Linked DNA regions of Danio rerio: region 2 is linked to region 1. A link is a contact called in public Micro-C data. All regions are on one chromosome and are shown on one strand. Each heading gives the region's core, a stretch centred on a gene start, on an enhancer-like site or on the middle of the called end of the contact. The rest is flanking DNA. Distances are from core to core; before and after follow the strand shown.

What was found. A called contact is a pair of places that touch in the nucleus more often than the background predicts.
Region 2: a Micro-C map of caudal fin shows a contact between it and region 1, with 2.1 times the contacts expected there. The contact joins the enhancer-like site here to the promoter of adma in region 1. A contact is called at or near these places in 2 of 18 Hi-C or Micro-C datasets (caudal fin and an unstated tissue).

Annotation. Positions count from the first base shown.
Region 1 is chr7:72,310,196-72,317,429 of GRCz12tu, forward strand. adma (adrenomedullin a) reads right to left here and starts at 3,377. Exons shown (of 4, transcript NM_001326709.1): 1 at 3,259-3,377; 2 at 2,758-2,861; 3 at 2,550-2,663; 4 at 1,181-2,438. The coding sequence starts at 2,849. The coding sequence ends at 2,129.
Region 2 is chr7:72,361,878-72,368,705 of GRCz12tu, forward strand. The region is part of intron 2 of sbf2 (SET binding factor 2); the gene reads left to right. Among named protein-coding and RNA genes, the nearest start is that of sbf2, 44 kb to the left of the region's middle. Within about 2 kb of position 1,739, at least 3 of the 62 cell types and tissues checked have an H3K27ac peak or open chromatin away from gene starts, as enhancers often do.

The DNA.
Region 1 (7,234 bases), core at 2,127-4,626:
TCGGTCATTAAATTGGTTAAAAAAAAATCTAAATATCCAGACTCCAAAGTTTAAAAGAGTTGTGTTCATTGCTGGTCCAAATTCGCTGACAGAAGTGGTGAAGATTTATGAGGTGTCGATGAATGAGGGAGATGGCGTCAGTCCCAGAACACATTTGCAAAATCTTAGCAAAAGCCCGCCAACTTAAGTAATAATCACCACAAGGTGGAGCTAGAGCATTAAAATAAGAAGACAAGATGAAGACCGCGTGCCTGCGAACGTTTTCAGCCACAAGGTCGGAAATATGATTTATTACAGCATCTGACCCTCTTGAAAACACCTTAAAAGTTTATTCAAACACTCATTTTGAAGAAAAAGTCCAAATGTTTCACTTGGGGCTTCAAATATTTCAGCAACCACAACATTTTAAGGGAGTGCCTATTTTCAATTGGCAGCTAAGAAAAAAAAAAACTTGCAAGCTATAATTGTTCACCTGGGGAGGTAAACAGTGGCAGTATGTCCAGTAGAACACGGAAAAAAAATAGGCTATTTTTAGCTTTCTGACATCACAAACATGTTAGCATTTCATACTAATCAAGTAACACTAAATACCTAAGCTTTTATAGATTTAAAAACATCTAAATTTTTGATGAAGGCAGTTTATAAATAAAATTCAGTAGCAGAACCGTCTTTGGTTTCAACCTGTATTCAGTGGACACTTGTTAAATTGAGATTATCAGTGTTCTTCTGTGTACGTGCTCATTTGTGATTAGCATCATATGGTGCTTTTAAATTAGGGTTACAGGGGTGCAACAGTAAAAGAGTGCATTTCAGAAGTTCCTTCTCATTAAGATTGGAATGAAAATGATGTGTTGAAGTGGAATGTGGTATGGAGCGCCTCTCACCTCTGCTCTACATCCAGAAACCCACCCCATGTAGAGCAGCCATTAAACACAACCCTAGCCCACTCTTCCTTCAGAAACAGATTTCTCCATCTACTACCTACTACATCTAGAGAAGGTATTGAAACAGAAAGCACTTGGCACCCTGTTTGCCCTCCAGGCCCTTTAACATGTAATAACCCAGACCAGGTGTTGATCATCTGTCTGTCCACTTGGCAATCCGGACGAGAAACAATGGAAAGACTTTCCTTTTACTACCTTCACTTCCTTTGGAACAAACAGACAAGCTCCCGAAGACGTCAGCTTTAATTGTATGCAAAAGTTTATTGAATGACAACATTCACATTTCACAGAAACACACAAATAAAATAGATCCCATTTTACACACACACACACACACACACACACACACACACACACACACACACACACATATATATATATGCATAAAAAAGTTATCCTATACCACAGCTTTTTGACATGAATAATATATATATAATGCTACCTTCAATGCCCCTAATATTTTTGATCCCTGTACAAAAATAGCTCTCTGGAAGTAGTACAAAATTATATAAAACAATTAAATAGTGATATTCTTCACAATTTTCTTTTCAAATATACATATACTCGCAATAATATTAATAGATAGAAGTAATAGATTGCACATATCTCTTTACAAAAAACAACGACAACAATGTTCAAGTAAGTTCGAGTGCAATCCTTGTGGACATATAACCAGTTCTAATAACCAATTCAATCAGACGATCATCCTGCTTACAGTGTCCAAACGTGCGACTCCAAATTAGAAACACCCTCATTGGCATCTTCAAAGTCGTTCTCTGAGTGTGTATTCCATTCTGGAATCTTGATTCTTTCCCTGTTATGTCCAAAGTCTTTCAGGACACAGTGACACTGGTCTAGCACAACTAATCCCACCGGCTTGATTACCAGGACGGCAGTCCCAAGAGAGGAAGTTCTGCTTTTCCCTGAGGCCAGTCCACTTCAGTGCAATGATATCTTGCTTATATCCAAGGCACACTTGTTCAGTTGCTCCATTTGCCTCCCTGCTGCTATTGTTTCTTTGCTTCTCTTTGTGGAGTTCCCCATCGAGGGCAGCCTTCAGGAGACTGGATTGCTCTTCCAGTCGCTGTGCTTGGACAAGAATGCGCTGGAGAACTCTTGGCAGGAGTCTCTGTCGCCAGGCGAGCCTCTGTCGCCGCGTCCCCAAGTGCTCCCACCCCGTACGCTCACGTCCGTCTGAGCAGCGCTTCCAGCTTGTGCAGCCACGATTGAGAGTTTGAGCTGCTCCACACCATCCTCATCCCACTGCCATCCTTCCGCAGTCTCAAAACTTTCTCTGGAACGGACCTTCGCCGGCGGCCATACCCGTAGGGATTGATCTTGTCAACGGGTGCATTCCCAATCTTGAGTTTGTTGTTGAGGTCATGGAGACGGTGTGCCAGCACATGCACCGTGCAGGTGCCAAGCGAGCAGCCTGATCTCCTGGACTGGTTGATGGAGTTCTTGGAGCGTTTTGCTCTAATGCTGATGTCAGTGCTGGAAAGGCAGACAAGAGAAGACGTTAATGCCTGGCTGGTATTTCTGAGCAATTCATTTAAGTTTAATGTTCTAACAGAAAACGGTGACTTGAGTTGCATTTTTTCTTACCTGGAATGTGGCCTCAAGTTGTCTTTAACGTCGTCTGGTCTGACAAACTGCCTGTTTTCTAAAGCCCTCAGTGCAGGAAGACTCAAATCCCTTTTTGATCTCTGAAGCCAGACGCTGAGTATCAAAGAGAGGAAAGCATGTCCGTTAGAAAACTTTTCAAGCAACAGTGAACATCGGTACTGAATCAAGTCGTGACTTGAGTGCTTACCTTCTTTTCAGGTCATGCTTCGCACTGTCCACGCCGGGTGCAACGGCGGCCAGGAGGCAGCAGCAGAAGATTGACTGCAGGATCAGTTGCATCTTGATTGAAATCTTAAAGGAAATAAATGAATCGTCTGTTAGACATCAACCTCCAATAGTCTGAATGCAACTCCCCTACTCTGTGCCAACCATGCTTTGCTCAGGCTTGCACAAGAGTCCAAAATCCAAGCTATTTACACTCTCATCATGCATTTATTTACTATGTCAAGCTGAGGTTGCACTTTCTATGAATAAGTAAACTTGCAGCTATGCTTCAGGTCCCCAATAAGCACTAAATGATGTATATTCTTCCAACTACATCAGGCAACAAATTCTCTTCAATAAGACTACAGTTACACTTGCCTGGCTTACATGTGCAAAACTGGGTCTCAGATTTCTTACGTAACTACAGATAACCTGTGCATTGATCCCAAGCAAGTAACAAAAAGGCATATTTAGAAATGCATACCTGTGTTGACGTACTCTTGGGTTGGCCTCAGAAGTCTGTGTGGAAAGTAATCCAAAGGCGCTTGACTTGCTGGGAATGCTGGTGCAGCAGTGATACTCTTCTAATAGTCTGACTCTCCAGAGCTGGGGTAAGTGCATTTATACTAGTAGAGATGGGAGGGGCCGAGGCTGACACACTCTCTCATCTCAGGACTTCCTCTCCGTTGCTCAAGCTGAAAATCTCAAAGTACCAAAGAGAATAAGAAAATGAAACTGGGCTTATTGATGAAATTGCTTAATCAAATTTTTTCTTAAGGAAGCAATAAACCGCTGCCAGTAATCACGGGGATTTCTTTGGGGTATGCCAACGTTACTAAAAATTAGTTTTTTTTTTTTTTTAAACAGCATTGTTGATTGTTGTATTTGAGTGTTGTCTGGGGGTATGGCAATGATCTGTATGCTCCTTAAAGATAAGAAACAACAAGTATTAACTTGTTTGATGTAAAATATTATTGTTAAATAAAAAATCATGGCCAATGCATATAAATATAATACAATATGAAAATAAAAATGAATTATTAAAGCAGTTTAACTGTTTCAACTAGTACTGAGTGAGCTTTTGGTAACACTTTTCGACAAAGACCCACTGGTTGACATCAGTTAACGCTTTAATTAATATTAACTACCAATTTGCCACTGTGTTTATTCATATTTGTTCAGTTTAGTTAATAAAGAAGCAGTTTTGTTGATTGTTAGTTCATGTTACCCCATTCATTAAATGGCTTAAGGGATTTAATTCTGGGGGAAAAAATAAACCAATGCCAGTACTTGTGAATACTTTAGAAAATGACAACATTAGAGTGAATTTAGCCTTTTTTTCTGATGACTTTTAGACCTGTGTTGTTGGCTGGGGGTACAGAAATGATGTGTGCTCTTACAAAAATAAGAAAAAAAAAAAACAATGTTTAACTTGTTTGAGGTTAAATTAATATTATATTAATGCAAAATACGAATATTAATATCTTTATGCAGCTACACGTAACACAATAACATAACAACAACATAATTTATCAAAGCAGTTTAACTGATTTAACACAAAGTATCGTGAGCTTTTGAGAACACTTTACAACAAAGACCTATTAGTTAACATCAGTTCATGCTGTAATATTACCTAGCAGTGAGCTACAGCATACATATTTATATGTGTCTTTGTTTATTTTAGTTACCAAACATTGACTTGTTCATTGCAATTACATTTATATTAAATTATATTTGCTATTACATTTATTAAAGTCAAAAATTGATGCTATTAAAGTTAACAAAGACACAACAAATGCTTCATGATAATTAATCAGTTATCTAATGCTACCTATTTTATTTTTGTCAAATAAAGTGAAATATATAGATCATGACAATACTGAATATAATTAAGCCTATACATTCATTAAGCTGATACTGATAGTATTTTCTATGCAAAAGGGTAAAACTGTCCATTCCTGGATATGTAAACACAGATAAAGAGAGAGATTTACACTTTAGCGAGAATGCCTACTGACCTTCACCTAATTTCACTTTATACTACATCAAATGACTTGAAAAATAAGCAAATAAAGTTAATATGTGCATTCGGTTCTCCATCTAACAGCCAACGTTTATTAAACGAATGTCATCTGTTCATGTTAATTACTGCAGTCTTGATTTGTCCTTATATGGAAAGATTGCTCAACATCCACACACTCTCAGTCCATATATGGTAAATATTTGCTAAACCAATATGTCATAGTTATCAGAAGGTTTGCTGACATTTGATCAGGTAAGATGGGGGAACCCATAGTGGCTGCTGGGAGGTAGCTTTATGTGTGTTAAACGTTCAGGAATGCTAGCATTACAATGAGTCACTGAACACCCTGATGGGGCTGAGCTTTCAGATATTTAACGGGAATTTACTGCTGTTGTTGTTTTTTTTATTTTGGGGTTCACTGCAATGAGGAGAGAGATTATCAGAAATGTGACAACTTTTGATATAGTTTAGTTCACTGACAACAATTACCTTGGTATTTTTGTAGTACCTTTGTATATGTTATTTATACCTAATGTTACATGTCATGGTGTCTTATGCGGCATTATTTATTTATTTATTTATTTAAGTTATTTATTTAAGGGATAGTTCATCTATAACTGAAAATTCTGTCATCGTTTACTCATCACTTGTAACAAACACAAAAGAAGATATTTTGAAAAATGTTGGACACTTGTAAGCATTGACTTCATATTTGATTTTCCTACTATGGAAGTCAATTATTACTGGTTTCTAACATTTTTCAAAACATCTTTTTTTGTGTTCAACAGAAGAAAGAAAACTCATAAAGAGTTTAAACAATCACGTGGGTTTCCTCTGGGTGCTCCTGTTTCCCCCACAGACCAAAGATAGGTACAGCTGAATTGGGTAAGCTAAAATTGACTGTAGTGAATGAGTGTGTGTGTGCATGTTTCCCAGTGATGGGTTGCGGCTGGAAGGGCATTCGGTGTGTAAAACATATGCTGAATAAGTTGGCGGTTCATTCCACTGTGGCGACCCCAGATTAATAAAGGGACTAAGCCGGAAGAAAAATGAATAAATGAATGAGTTTGAACAACACAATCTCACTGCAATTCGTAACTTTTTTATTTAGTGGCTAATTCGTATGAATTTACACGATCTCATTTGTACAATTTAGTATGAATTGCTTAGTCCCCAATGAATGTTCACTGAAAAAAAAGATGTCTGCAAAATTGTTGCAAATAATTTATATATGTTGAATTTAGACAAACAAATATAATTTAATAATCTTAAATGTTCAATAATGTTGTTTAAATCCAGCAAAAATAAAATTTTCACAACCACTTAACTTAGAAAAAAATTGTAAATCCAAGGAATCATCGTTGAATCATTTCAGTGTTGGATTTAGGGGCGGGGTTAGGTGCCACACCTCCTTTTTAAAATTGTGCATTTACATACGACCGAACTGTTTGAACTTATACGAATTAGCCACCAAACTGACAAAACGTAAAATACTTACATTTCCTTGTGAGATCAGGTGGGTTTGAACCACTTGAGGGAGAATAAATGGTGAGTATTTGTTCATTTTGGGTGAACTATCTTTTTAAACTATTTATTTATATTGGTATGGTTTATTCTGATGGCTATTTTTAAATGATAAATGTAAATATTCATTGTAAATATACGTTTATCATACACTGCTTTTCTTATTTACAGTTTTAGTCTTGTTTCTAGTCTAAAATATTCTTAAATCAAGAAATATTTTTAGACAATCAACAACAAATTAAGAGATAAGTCAAAATTAAGTGTTTTCCCCTTAAAACAGGACAAAAAAATCTCCCAATGTGGTAAGTAAAAGAAATATATATATTTTTTGTCTAGAAAATTGTTTAATTACTAACCCTCAAATAAACTCAAATAAACTCAAATAAAAAAAATTCAAGTGAAATGTGAGAGCTCCCTCATCCTCCATAGACAGCAATAGACTTGCTACAGACCGCAACTCGTCCAGAAGTCCAGAAAAATACTCCAAAAATTCTTCAAAACAGATCATGTGCTTTAAATAGTATATTATCAAACTACAAGATTACTTTTGTTTGCGCATAAAACAAAAAGAACAACTTTCCTCTTCACAGTATCAGTATTGCATGCTGTTATGGGAGCACTGTGCTCTCATTTTCTTTTTTGATTGAACAAAACCTGCATCTATTCTTTGGTACCTTTGGGTTACATTTCACTTTCCCCATTGGAAGATTACTTTTCTTATTTTAAGGGAAAAACATGTCATTTTCACTCATTATTTCTGAAAACAAAGCAATATTTTATACTTGTCTAGAAAATGCTTCGTGATTTAAGAATTTTTAGATATTTGGACAAGAAAAAAAAACAAAAAATTGTGACAAACAGCACTTTTTTTGGCTCATCTTTATTGGGGAACGACCTTAACCACATCAAAAAA
Region 2 (6,828 bases), core at 489-2,988, 50 kb after region 1:
GAAGTGTACCGTCTCATTTTCAAGGGGGTCCCACAGTTTGATTCATTACTAAAGGTCTTATGGTTTATTGTGTGATTTTAAAATGTCAAAGCAGATAGGGTGTTCTTGTCTTCCTCGTTGGATGCTTTATACAAGACCTTTAATGGCCGTTTCCTCTGAGTTGTACAGTATGGTACGAGTCGGTACAGGCCACCTTTATCAGGCTTGCGTTTCCACTGCTAAAAGGGTACCAATGGTACTCTTGATGGGAGTGGTGTACGACAGACAGTTTTAGACAACGTCATTTTCGCTCGAGGAAATGTCAAAGTTAAGCTGTATGGGTTGTTCACATATCATAAGAGAAGCACTTCTGACAAAACAGATGCTTTATATAAATACTTGTGTATAAATGTTTATTGCTAACCTGTCTATGAACATGATTTGATTATAACTGCAGATCAATGACAGTGCGAAATAGTCTACTGTAACGTCTGTGATTATATGAAATAAATAAATGCAACATATATGAACACATACAGCCCCTTACAGTCTCCGATGTTACCAACTAAAGAAGAACTACACACAGCATACATTTACTCCTTATTTAGGTTTAAAAAAAGAAAGAAGAAATATAGCCCACAGTCAGTGCAAACCTTTTTTTCTGTATCTTTAATCTTCACCATCACATGTAATCTCTGTTAGAAAGTAATTCCATCATTCAGAGTTCATAATAGTCCAACAGGTGATGGTAACAGTTTAACGTGGCAGTTTGTTCATGTTTTAGGTTGCTGAAAGAATCATTTGCTCCTTTGCTTTTTCACATGTCACTCTCGTGTTTTTAATAGGATCGGATGTCAGAAGCACTTTAATAATCATGCGCACGTTATTATTATTATCAGCTCAAAAAGTTTGTTGATTTAAATATAGACGGGCGGTGAACACAAACAAGAAAGTGAAACCGCATCAGACGGCCTTGTAAAAAACTATGGTGCACAGGCTTCTTAATTGCTTTGTCGCTATTGATCAAAACTACGACAAGGTGTGTTTGAGCATGGGTCAACCATGGCCTGTTATTATATGTATATATTATTACAGTGTATTGTCTCGGCTGTGTTTTAAAAAAAAAAAAAGCAGATCCCTTTGTTTTCATTCTGGCTTGTTGCACGAGCGAGTGACGAATCTCTGTAAACCAATAGCGTTCAGTTTTGCGTGTAGCTCCGCTTCCGCCTACCCTTTTGTTGTGGTCAAAAAGTGGTACGGTACAGTTCGCTTTTAGGTACCTTTTGACGTTGGAAACGGCCATAAAAGCGTATCGAACAGAACCGTACCATACCACTCAGTGGAAAAGGGCCATCAGCTGACAAACTAGAGCTGAATTTATGATGGCACCTGATAGTGCCGGTTGCCTACGCTAAGGTGCGTCCCAGAGAGGCTCACTCTCAGAGATGATACTCACCTTACACTAACAATTGCAAGTCATTCTTTTTTTCAATCCTGTTAACCTTTCTGCAACATTTGCTATTTGGTGCATTTCAAAAATCACCCTTTGCAAACAATCATTTTTTTCAAGTGGCTGATACACATTGACGTTAGCTGGAATGCTTGAGCATCTCAAGGCTGTGCATGGCTTTCTTCTTCTGATAGCGTAACGCTTTGTACCTGTTTGTCACTGTCACCACGATCGCTTGCTGTTAACCTCTCGTCTCGACAGATATTTGCTCTCGCGGATATCTTTATTCTCTGGCACGCATGGAAGCTTTTTGCGCTGCGGCCAGAATGATGGACTAAAATGTTCCTGTTAAACTAACAACAAGACCCATTCATCTAACCTCCTACGACAGCACGAGCCACTTGGCAGTGTTTTTGAGCATGAGAACTGGGACTGAGGCAGACCGAGACCCTTGGCACCTCCCGAAGCCAGTTGGACCTTATTGCTTCTGGCTACACTGCTTGTTTCACGTCTCTAGCAAATTAAACCAGAATCTTCTGCTTTATTTCTACTGACTGCATCAAATGGATTATGTCCTTCATCTTGAAAGCTTGAAGAAAAACATGCTTCCTTTTATTCTCTGGGAGTGGGAGTGGGAATAATATAAGGTGTTATTAACCCCTATAAATATTTTTCCCCTATTTCTGTTTAACGGAGAGAGGATTTTTTTCAACACATTTCTAATCATAATAGTTTAATTAACTGATTTCTATTAACTGATTTCTTTTATCTTTGCCATGATGACAGTACATAATATTTGACTGGATATTTTTCAAGGTACTAGTATTCAGCTTAAAGTGACATTTTAAAGGCTTAACTGGATTAACTAGGCAGGTTAGGGTAATTAGGCAAGTCATTGTATAACGACGGTTTGTTCTGTAGACTATGGAAAAAATATTGCTTAAGGGGTCTAATAATATTGACCTTAAAATGGTGTTTAAAAAATTAAAAACTGCTTTTATTCTAACTGAAATAAAAAAATATTAATAATTAGAAAAAATATTATCAGACACACTGTGAAAATTTCCTCAACATCATTTGGGAAATATTCAAAAAAGGAAAAAATAAAAACAATGGGGGCTAACAAAACTAGAGTTTTTAATGTGCTTTTTTAAATTTATTTTTTTACTTCAGCTGTGTACATGTATAAATGCATATGCATTTATTTATTTATTTGTATTTGTTTTATTGATCAATTTAATTATGTAAAAGCTAACTGACTAACTAACTAACTGAGGGAAATTATTGAATGAATGAATGAATATATATGTAAAACATTTTTCTCAAACCCATTTCTTAAAAATCCAATAAAAAATAATAATAATTATTTTAATATGGTGCCTATATATATATATATATATACAATAACTTGCCTAATTACCCTAACCTGCTTAACCTAGTTAAGACTTTAAATGTCACTTTAAGCTGTATAGAAGTGTCGTAAAAATATCTAGTCAAATATTATTTACTGTCATCATGGCAGAGATAAAATTCATCCGTTATTAGACATACGTTATTAAAAACTATTATGTTTAGACATGTTTAAAAAAAAAAATCCTCTCTTTGTTAAACAGAAATAAATAAAAAAAATAAATAAATAAACAGGGGGGCTAATAATTCTGACTTTAACTGTATATTATATATATAGTCTTCAACTATATATATATATATATATATATATATATATATATATATATATATATATATATATATATATATATATATATATGTGTATATATATATATATATATATATATATATATATATATATATATATATATATATATATGTGTGTGTGTGTGTGTGTGTGTGTGTGTGTGTGTGTGTGTGTGACAGTTTACCCATAGTATAAATTTGACAGTATAAGTATTTATCTATTTTTATTATTGATTAGTTTATTTATGTAATTACTATCTAACTAACTGAGTGAAATGGATGCATGAATGAATGAAATAAGTATATTAATGTTTAAAACAACTGAGTATTAATCCTTTTTCTTAAATCCATTCCTTATAAATTCAGTAAATCCAGAAAAAACAATAGTTTTAATATGGTCTTTTTTTTTTAGCAGTTTTTCATATATATGCATATACATTTTTGTGGCAGTATATATTTGTATTTATTGATTTGTATTTGTATAATTAATCAATTTAATGCTGTAAAAACAAACTAATTAACTGAAATAAATAAACATAAATAAATAAATGAAAAAAAAAGTGTAAATTTCCATATAATGATTTTCCCCTCATTCCTTTATACAGAGACGGAGATAAATAAATCATGCACTTTGTGACACAACACTCTACACTTGTTCTGCAAAACGTTCTGTGATAACTAACAGAATGTTTTAATGATGGCATCTGGGCTTTATTTTGAGCGAGCCATGAGCTATGCGCTGATGAAATAAAAAATTCCTGCTCGGAGCCCGACATCCTATAATGAAGGAATGTGACCTCCCGCGAACGAGGGGATCGTAACCATTCGTGTCATCTATCTCATCTGTTGCTCTGACTTTTTGAACTGCTCTTCCCTTTCCTCCAAATCCCTGTTGTAATCTGGAATGTGCTTCACACTTCCGGGAAGGACGCATAAAGTATTCAGAAAATGTGTAAATAGTTGTCGTTCGGTTTGTCATCTGTTGTCTATCTCACAGCAGCTTTCAGATCTTGAATATCGTTTATATACAGTTAGATAAGTCGGACATTTTCCAAATGTTTTACAAGTGATGTTTAATAGAGCAAGGAATTTTTTACAGTATTTCCTTTGGTCCCACTTTATATTAAGTGTCCCTAACTCCTATGTACTTACATCAAAAAATAAATACAATGTACTTACTGTGTTTATAATGTATTTGAGAACACTTGTGGTGCTTTTGAGTTGGGATAGAGGTTGGGTTATGGACAGGTTTGGTGGGATGGGTAGGTTTACAGGTGGGTTAAGGTGTAAGGGATGGTCAACAGTGTATTTACAAATGTAGTTACAAAAGTTAATTACAGATGTAAATACATACATGCATTTAATCAAGCATAAGTACACAGTAAATACATGTATTTACACAATAAGTACATTGTAACAAACTATTAATTCCTATGTAAGTACATATTAGTTAAGGCCACTTAATATAACTTAATATAACTTAATATAAAGTGGGACCTTTCCTTTAATATTTTCTCTTCTGGAAAAGTCTTATTTGTTTTATTTTGGCTAAAATAAAAGCAGTTTTAATTGTTTTAAACCATTTTAAGGTCAATATTATTAGCCTTTTTCATGCAAACTTTTTTCCCCAGACTGACAATGTACCAGGGTGTCCGCGGGGTCCTAAAAAGTATTAAAATGTGATAAATCAATTATTTAAAAGGTTTTAAAAATCTTAATCATGTTTTAAATTTAATGTTCTGGCAATTGGTTTGGACCAAAGCTCTTTCGTCCAGGTCACGTAATTTGCGACAAACACGGGAAGGTGATGTGACGCTCTACACATGTAGCGAAACCATAGAGCGAAACAGACGGCAAAATGGGAAAATGTAGCTTTGCGTACTCCTTGTTGGAGCATAATGAGTTTAAACTAGCTGAAGTCTGTCGCCGAACACTGCGTGATATATGCTTTCAGGCTTTGTTTCTTCCGCACTTATCTGAGTTCTGTTGCATGGTTGTGCTTCATTGATTTATTTAGCTACAACTGTTTATTAAAAGTGCAGTAGGTGATTGTCTTCAGAAACATTTTTTGTTGTGCTGGTTGAAAGCCTCTTAACATTCTGATAGTAATGATTAAGGTAAATGATTTAAATGTATTTATATGTCTTTTTATATTCTGGATAAGGCATAAAACTAAAAAAAGTTCATCCAATTAAAGGTGCAGTAGGTGATTGTCTTCAGAAGCATTTTTTGTTGTGCTGGTTGAAAGTCTCTTCACAGTAATAGTAATGATTATAGTAAATGATCTAAATGTATTTATATGTATTTTTAAGTTTTGGGTAAGGCATAAAACTAAAAAATGTTCATGCAATTAAATAGAGTCGGGCCGACATCTCTCATAATTCCGATAAGTAGGCGAAAATGTCTGTCAGCAAATGCAGATTTGAACAACTACGCAGTCGTTTGTAGGCAGCTCCGCTGACCGCTGTTGGTGCTGCGCGAGAGATCGGTAACAACCTGCTGAATCAAAACTTTTTAAAAACCTGAATCAATATTGGAGTTACCTATGCATGCTGGAGAAAGGATGAAACAATGTCTGAAGGATTTCTCTTAGACAGGTAATGTTCTGTTTTAAAACTATTTTAGCTTCACGCAAAGCTGATGTAACGTCAGATGTTGGGTTATTTCTTCACAGAAGTGTTGTTTAGTCACTAAAATCTTCCAATGAAAGATTGATAAGACTATTTTCAGTTTCATAAGGGACATTTTACAGCATCGATAATGTAGATTTTAATTAGTTTAACAAAAAAACACAAGTAAATACAGCTATTCCGCCTAGTCTCTCCCTATATTGTTTAGCATGCAATTCTAAATATTCACTCTGAAATCGCATGTCAGTTTGGCTTGCTCGCCGCCCGATAAGCACTAGTCGCTTTTAACACATGAGAGAGGGTTCTTTTGCTGTGCTAGGAGGCGTGGCTCTAGACGGCAGGGGAGGGACTGTGATTCAGAGATTTATGCTAAGCTGTTAGCATTGTGAAAGATAACCTACTGCACCTTTAAAATATTGTCGGACCAACAAATAACTCAACTACGACAGGTATCTCAAACTGTCTATCAGCAAATTTAAATGGGAATTTCTGCGCAGCCTCTTTAAGCCGACAGATACATCACTCACGCGCACACATTAAGCATGGATCTACTGCTGACAGAGAGAGAGAGACGTCATCCGGCCAACTCTGCATCAACCTGAATTTTCTTTCTGAAAGATCAACGTGGCCTTGTATGCATGAAAAGAAAGATAGTTTCTGAAAGGGACAAAAATGCAGGATCCAAGCTTTTCTAAACCCTGATTCAATATTGGAGTTACTTTCGTACGCTGGAGAGGAATGAAGTTATGCAGTTCAAAACAACGATCTGAAGGGTGACACCACGGCTGAAGTATTTCTTTTAGACAGGTATGTTTCAAAACTATTTTAGCCACACAACGCTTATGTAGACTGTGTTCTTATTTATAAATGGGTTTATATCAAGTGTGCCGCAAGCCTGCGTTTGAGTGAAGGTCTCGGCCGTTAGATCGCCCCCTGGGGGCTGGCTGCAGTACAAGTCATAAAGCCCGCCTCCTCCGTGTTAATGAAGGAGACTTGAGCCCAAATAAAAAAATTTATTACACTTGCAATAAAATGTCCCGAAAGATGGTTCTGGTCGATTAAGGCTTGTGCTGA